Regions from separate parts of the Hordeum vulgare genome. Here region 2 is linked to region 1. Evidence: chromatin contacts called from public Hi-C data. All regions are on one chromosome and are shown on one strand. Each heading gives the region's core, a stretch centred on a gene start, on an enhancer-like site or on the middle of the called end of the contact. The rest is flanking DNA. Distances are from core to core; before and after follow the strand shown. Region 1 holds the start of LOC123425301 (peroxisomal (S)-2-hydroxy-acid oxidase GLO4-like). Region 2 overlaps LOC123425305 (COP1-interacting protein 7).

What was found. Hi-C and Micro-C count contacts between places; a contact is called where the count stands out from the background.
Region 2: a Hi-C map of seedling shows a contact between it and region 1, with 3 times the contacts expected there. The contact joins the enhancer-like site here to the promoter of LOC123425301 in region 1. A contact is called at or near these places in 1 of 6 Hi-C or Micro-C datasets (seedling) and 1 of 1 datasets of contacts at active chromatin or transcription factors (embryo).

Annotation. Positions count from the first base shown.
Region 1 is chr2H:97,906,210-97,909,199 of MorexV3_pseudomolecules_assembly, reverse strand. LOC123425301 (peroxisomal (S)-2-hydroxy-acid oxidase GLO4-like) reads left to right here and starts at 1,636. Exons shown (of 11, transcript XM_045108984.1): 1 at 1,636-1,797.
Region 2 is chr2H:98,200,801-98,204,020 of MorexV3_pseudomolecules_assembly, reverse strand. LOC123425305 (COP1-interacting protein 7) reads left to right here. Exons shown (of 10, transcript XM_045108988.1): 10 at 1-173. Among protein-coding and RNA genes, the nearest start is that of LOC123425305, 10 kb to the left of the region's middle. Within about 2 kb of position 1,465, at least 1 of the 3 cell types and tissues checked has open chromatin away from gene starts, as enhancers often do. A contact at or near this core is called in seedling, where this site is marked.

The sequences.
Region 1 (2,990 bases), core at 387-2,886:
CAGATGGAAGCTAGTGAGTTGAAAGACGTACCAGCGGTATGTGAATTTCCGAATGTATTTCCTGACGAACTACCAGGCATGCCGCCAGACCGAGAAATAGAGTTTGTCATTGAACTTGCACCTGGTACCACCCCAATATACAAACAGTCGTACCGCATGGCACCTACTGAGTTAGCAGAACTCAAGAAGCAAATTAAAGAACTGTTGGACAAAGGATACATGAGACCAAGCTCTTCACCTTGGGGATCGTCAGTACTATTTGCCAAAAAGAGAGATGGGATGCTAAGACTTTGCATCGATTATCGAGCCCTCAACATGGCCACCATCAAGAACAAATATCCACTACGCAGGATAGATAATTTGTTTGATCAGTTAGCACAAGCAAAGGTATTTTCGAAGATCGATTTGCGATCAGGGTATCATCAGCTTAAGATACGTTCAGAAGACATTCCAAAGACATCATTTACGTCATGATATGGATTGTATGAGTTCACGATGATGCCTTTCGGACTAACAAACCCACCAGCTTACTTCATGCATTTAATGAATAAGGTATTCATGAAGTACATGGATAAGTTTGTCGTAGTCTTCATCGACGACATACTTGTCTACTCCAAGAAGCCCGAAGAACATGCCGGACACCTAAGGATTGTGTTGGAAGAACTGCGTAAACATCAATTGTATGCCAAGTTCAGCAAATGTGAGTTTTGGCTGAAGCAAGTTGGATTTTTGGGACATGTAATGACCCAAGAAGGCATAGCTATGGATCCTGAGAAGGTCAAGGCTGTAAGTGAATGGCCGCAACCAGCCAACGTGACAGACATCCGAAGTTTCCTCGAAATGGCGGGATGCTACCGGAGATTTACTGAAAAAATTCCACTATTGCCAAGCCCATGACCCAGCTACTCAAAAAGAAAAAGAAGTTTGAATGGAGTGAGGCATGTGAGAATAGTTTCCAAGAACTGAAGAAGAGACTAACCACGGCTCCCGTGATGATTGTGTGAGACTTAAACAAAAAAATAAAGTATACTCTTGTTGGAAATATGCCCTAGAGGCAATAATAAAATGGTTATTATCATATTTCCTTATTCATGATAATTGTCTATTGTTCATGCTATAATTGTATTAACGGAAAACAGTAATACATGTGTGAATAAGTAGATCACAATGTGTCCCTAGCAAGCCTCTAGTTGGCTAGCTCGTTAATCAATAGATGATCATGGTTTCCTGATCATGGACATTAGATGTTATTGATAACAGGATTACATCATTGGGAGAATGATGTGATGGACAAAACCCAATCCTAAGCATAGCACTAGATCGTATTGTTCGTATGCTAAAGCTTTTCTAATGTCAAGTGTTTTTTCCTTCGACCGTGAGATTGTGCAACTCCCGGATACTGTAGGAGTGCTTTGGGTGTATCAAACATCACAACGTAACTGGGTGACTATCACTACGGGTACCTGTGAAAGTCTCTGTGTGACGAAGAGGTAACTCTGGGTCCACTCGATAGAACATCATCATGAGCTTAATGTGAACCCAAAGGCCTGTAGGGCCGGCCAGCATGTAATTTTCGTTTTCACCAGTGTAGGCCTGTAGGGCCGGCCAGCATCATCCTCTCCTTGTCCTTACCTCGCTTGAGACATCAGCAGACTCACTCACTCGATCATCCACTAACCCACTATCCTTCCGTTCCCAGCCAGCAGCCAGCAGCCGGCAATCAATCAGTCTCTCCCCCTTGGTGATTTCATCTTCCCGACATCTCTGATAGCAGCCCATCCTCGTCGATCTCTGTAGGTATGGTGCTTGCCTTCTGCTCCACGCACGATCCCCTCCTTCAATTCGCTGTCTCGTACGGCCGTTCCGCTCTCGATTTGCTGTCGATCTCCGGCTGACCGGCTGCTCTACGTGGCCCTGTGGGCCTGGCAGACGAGACCGCCGTGTTACTGTGGATCTTGAATCGTCCCCGACTGCCCACTGTGCGGTGCAGTTATTTGATTGATTCAAGTTGCTTCGGAGATTCAGGGGCGATTGTATGCCCGCTGTTTTCTTCTCGATTTGTGCCCCGTCTCGGCAGACTCGGGGTCTTATCTTTAAGCTCAGTAGGACACCTTATGTAGCAGCACGTTAAGTGTTCGACCTTGGGCCTCACAAGGTTCCTCACTGGTTACTCCGGGCGATCAGAGCAGACTCTTTGAGGTTCATGATTCATGAACAAACGCTTTGTAGTCCCGAAGACGCGCATCCTCCTTAATCATGTCGATTAGCCCAGCCTTCATTTGAATGTAGCTGTGTGTTTTGTGCGTCAGGGTAGTTGGTAGTGAACTTTTGAATGTGTTTTGTGGTTTCAAGTGTTGAATGTTTGTACACATTGGTGCTCGGTCTATCCATTTCAGGAGACGTGGTAGATCATTAAAGTAGTGATCTATACGCTCTTGTATTTCTTTACAGAGGGAGTAGCTTTTATCGATAGGCCGGGTCACATCAGGTGTGCAGTCACACTGTCAAAGGACTTTGTACTCGAATAGTTTGATCTGGAGCCATTTCAATTTGCCTTGTACTCTTTGATTCCCCACAGTTGTCAGTGACCAGCAGTAGAAACTCACTGTTTTGCCCAACAAAAATCATCACCTCTTTGTATCGGTTCGGCCGGTTCGCCTTTATACATAAGACTGCACAAAAGCCTATTTCGAGGAGACCCAACAAAATGAGTCATGACACGCATTCTCGCAGTAAAAACTTCTCTATTTGACTCCTAACTTCAAAACAGTGAAACTAGATTATATAAATTGTTGACAGGTTGTGGTGCTCAATTATTGGCAAGGTTTTACACCTGAATGAATATTAAATCAAATTTTGTGCCGCGAGTTTCTTCAGAACTGTACTCTTGTTGCATTGCTTCTGTATATGTACCTTTCTATAAAATCTGCAGAATTAGAATTTTAACCATCTTGGCTTGAGTCTGTTGTGATTGGATTATCTTCTTTAGA
Region 2 (3,220 bases), core at 216-2,715, 290 kb before region 1:
TTCTTTATCTTTTTTTTCATCTCTTGTGTAGAGTTGGACTTCTAGATTTTTTGCAATTTTTCCACTTTGCCCAGAGACACTGTATTATTTTTATTATTTTTGTGATATGCTTGTATCTCCCACTCCATTTGTTTCGCCGTTCACACATATATATCACAAATCCATTTCAAGGCTGTGTATTGTTCAGTAGATCATGCAATTTTCTTTCATATACATATTGCTGGAGCATTTCTTGTACAGGTGACATGTGATGCATAATTGGCTTTACTTCTTTGCCCTTTGAACGTACACTTTTACCCCGTAGGTGTAAAGTTTTCTTATTTTCTGAAGCGTATCTTGTGTATTAGTTGATTTGGACTGTTTTTGGGGCCAAATCCGTGTCGGAATTCTTCGATTTGAAACATGCAAACGAGTTGCATTCTCTGCCGACATGCGAACTTCCCATGGATATATTCCTTTTCCGGAATTATGAGCAGGCAGAATGACTTTCTGAATCAGAAAGGTTACGAAAGGCTACCAACATTATTAGGGTGAATTGCTCTGCTCTTCTTCCATGGTTCTCGACCAAGAACTTGCAAACAGAATTGACATAATCAAAGTCCTTGTGTCCAGTCCGTGCTCTTCCAAAATGACCACATCTCCATCAAAATTGTGATGGGATTCTCGGTTCAGAATTATAAGGCATGTATTGACCGCCCCAGGTTCAGTCTCCGATCGTCAAATTTCTTGTGCAATATTTTGTTAATAGTTACATATCACAACCATAAAGGAAATGCTTCTAAATATAAAATTCAATAATCCTCCCTTTGTAAACAAGTATAAGATGTTTTATAGAGGGAGTACAATTTTTGTGTCACAGAAAACCACATGTCGCAATATTAAATTGGACAAAGCTTAAAGATGGATAAGCAAAACACACCTTGTACTCTCTTCATTCCTAAATACAAGTCTTTTTAAAGATTTAACTAAAAAACTACATACGCAGCAAAATAAATGAATATACATTTTAAAATACTATATATATATATATATATATAAATATAGCTTTCTAGTGAAACCTTTAAAAAACTTATATTTAAAAACGGAGGAAGTATATCGTATATCTGAACGGAGAGTGTATGGACAATCAGTTTACGGAACAAATAAGAAGGGTATGAAGAGTGATACGTAGAACCTGTAGATTTTCCCCTCAAAAAAAAAAGAACGTATAGATTTTTTTTGACGGGTTGGAGAACATGTAGATAAGAAGCGTAATGTTATGTTTTTCGTTGACAGATCCATGTAATTTGCCTGGGCAAGTAAATGCAATCAAATTCTTGGATAGGATCCATGTGCATGCGTTACAAGTTTACACCACCCTAGTATTTTTCTAGTACCTAAATAATTGTAATTAAAAAAAATTAGTCTAGTTTTTTTCAACTAGTAGTGAGTGTAGGCCTCCTCTCCCATGCTCCACGTACTAGCAACTAGTGTAAGCCCCGACCTAGCGCATGTAGAGGCATGACTCGGACTCTGTAGATAGATCATGTCATCATGGCATGGCATCCTGCCGCCGTCCATGCACACCAATCGTATTATCTTCTGTAACTGCATTCAGCCCACTTTTGACTTCTGCATTCGAGTAGAGAAAACATTGAGGGAATATTTGTCAAGACTTGGGTTGGACTGCTCAAATTTGAGAGGCGGCCGCTTCTACAGAAAGGAGTTAAAGGAAATGAGAGTTCAGCTACATACGACTTTACTTCTCAGAAGGGCACTACGTGACAGTGCTATGTGGTATCATCCAGCGAATCTATACACACTATATGCCCATGTATAGCCATCCTAAACTATATGTCCATGTATGTAGTTTGTAGTAGAATCTTCGAAAAGAATTATATTTACAAACAAAGGTAGTAGAAGTAAGGGCATGTATTATTGTATAACGGTATTCATAGACAATTTTTTTAGCCAATTTATTCATAGACAGTAATATAGACAACCCATATAATGATTTATCTGTAAATAGTATATTTTTGGCCAAACTAATTGCGAGGAGAAATTACAGATGTACAACAACAAATTATTGTTTGAAAAAAATCCTATTTATGTCGGTAGATCTACAGACAAACTCTTTCTTTCTTCTCTTTCTCTTCCCTCTACTTCACTAAAGTTTCTATGTGGCAACTCGTACACACAGCTAACTAGACATCATTGTATCTGCCCTAAAAAGACGACACTTGTTGAAGAAAACTCTCCTCTCTTTCCTAAACGTGTGATACAAAGGGCCTGTTTGGGACTGCTTCACTCCATCAAAATCAGCTCCGCTTCATCAAATCCACTTTGGAGCAGTTTCATATAGGAGTTGCAACCATTTTAAGAGAATGTTTGGCTCTCATTTAGCTCCAGCTTCACGGATGGAAAATTTGATGAAAAGGATCTATTTGATTGGATGAGAGGTAAGAAACGAAGGGGTATCCACTTACTGGTGGCAGTGGTGGGTAATTTTCTTTCAACTCCAGCTTCTATAATTCTATGGAGCACCTCCTAGGGAGCTTCATAAAAAACAAGGAGTTGGACCCCAGATTTTAGTTTTTTTGCGGAGCGGTATATCGTGGAGCTACCCCGTTTGGCTTACGTTTTCTAGAGCGGAGCTGAATTTTCTGAAGCAGAGCAGTCTCGAACAGGCTCAAAGTAGTTTCCTTTTCCTACGTTTGAGCACATGTCGCCCCCTTCCCTCTGCATGTTCCCTGGCAACGATGGCAAGGTGAGAAGCCATCGTTGGTGCACATGTTCCCTATTCCCTCTGTTCAGTGTGTTAAGTTGTCGGGTAAACACTGCTCAGGCGATACCAATATCGCCATTGCCCCGATGGCGTCTTACGACGGTGTCAAGGAGCCACGGTTATGTGTGTAGGTAGTGTTGGGCTACGCGAGGTGCATCGGGTGCAATACAATTTTTTTCCTAGGCACAGTACAACCAGGAACATGCTATGGAGATGGATCATGGATCATTACCACTCGACGTGCGAAGAAGAATCGCGACAGCGCATCACCGGAGTCGTTTCCTCCTCGCGGTATCCCATGTTGCCGATTGGATCCCTCGTACAGGTTCGCCGAAGCAGGACAAGTGCGCTGTCTCTAATGATACCCGATCGTGCAGTAGGAACACCATGTGACGGACTACTAGGTTCGATCGCACAACCGACGACAAGTGAAGGTGGCTAATTGCAACACATGCA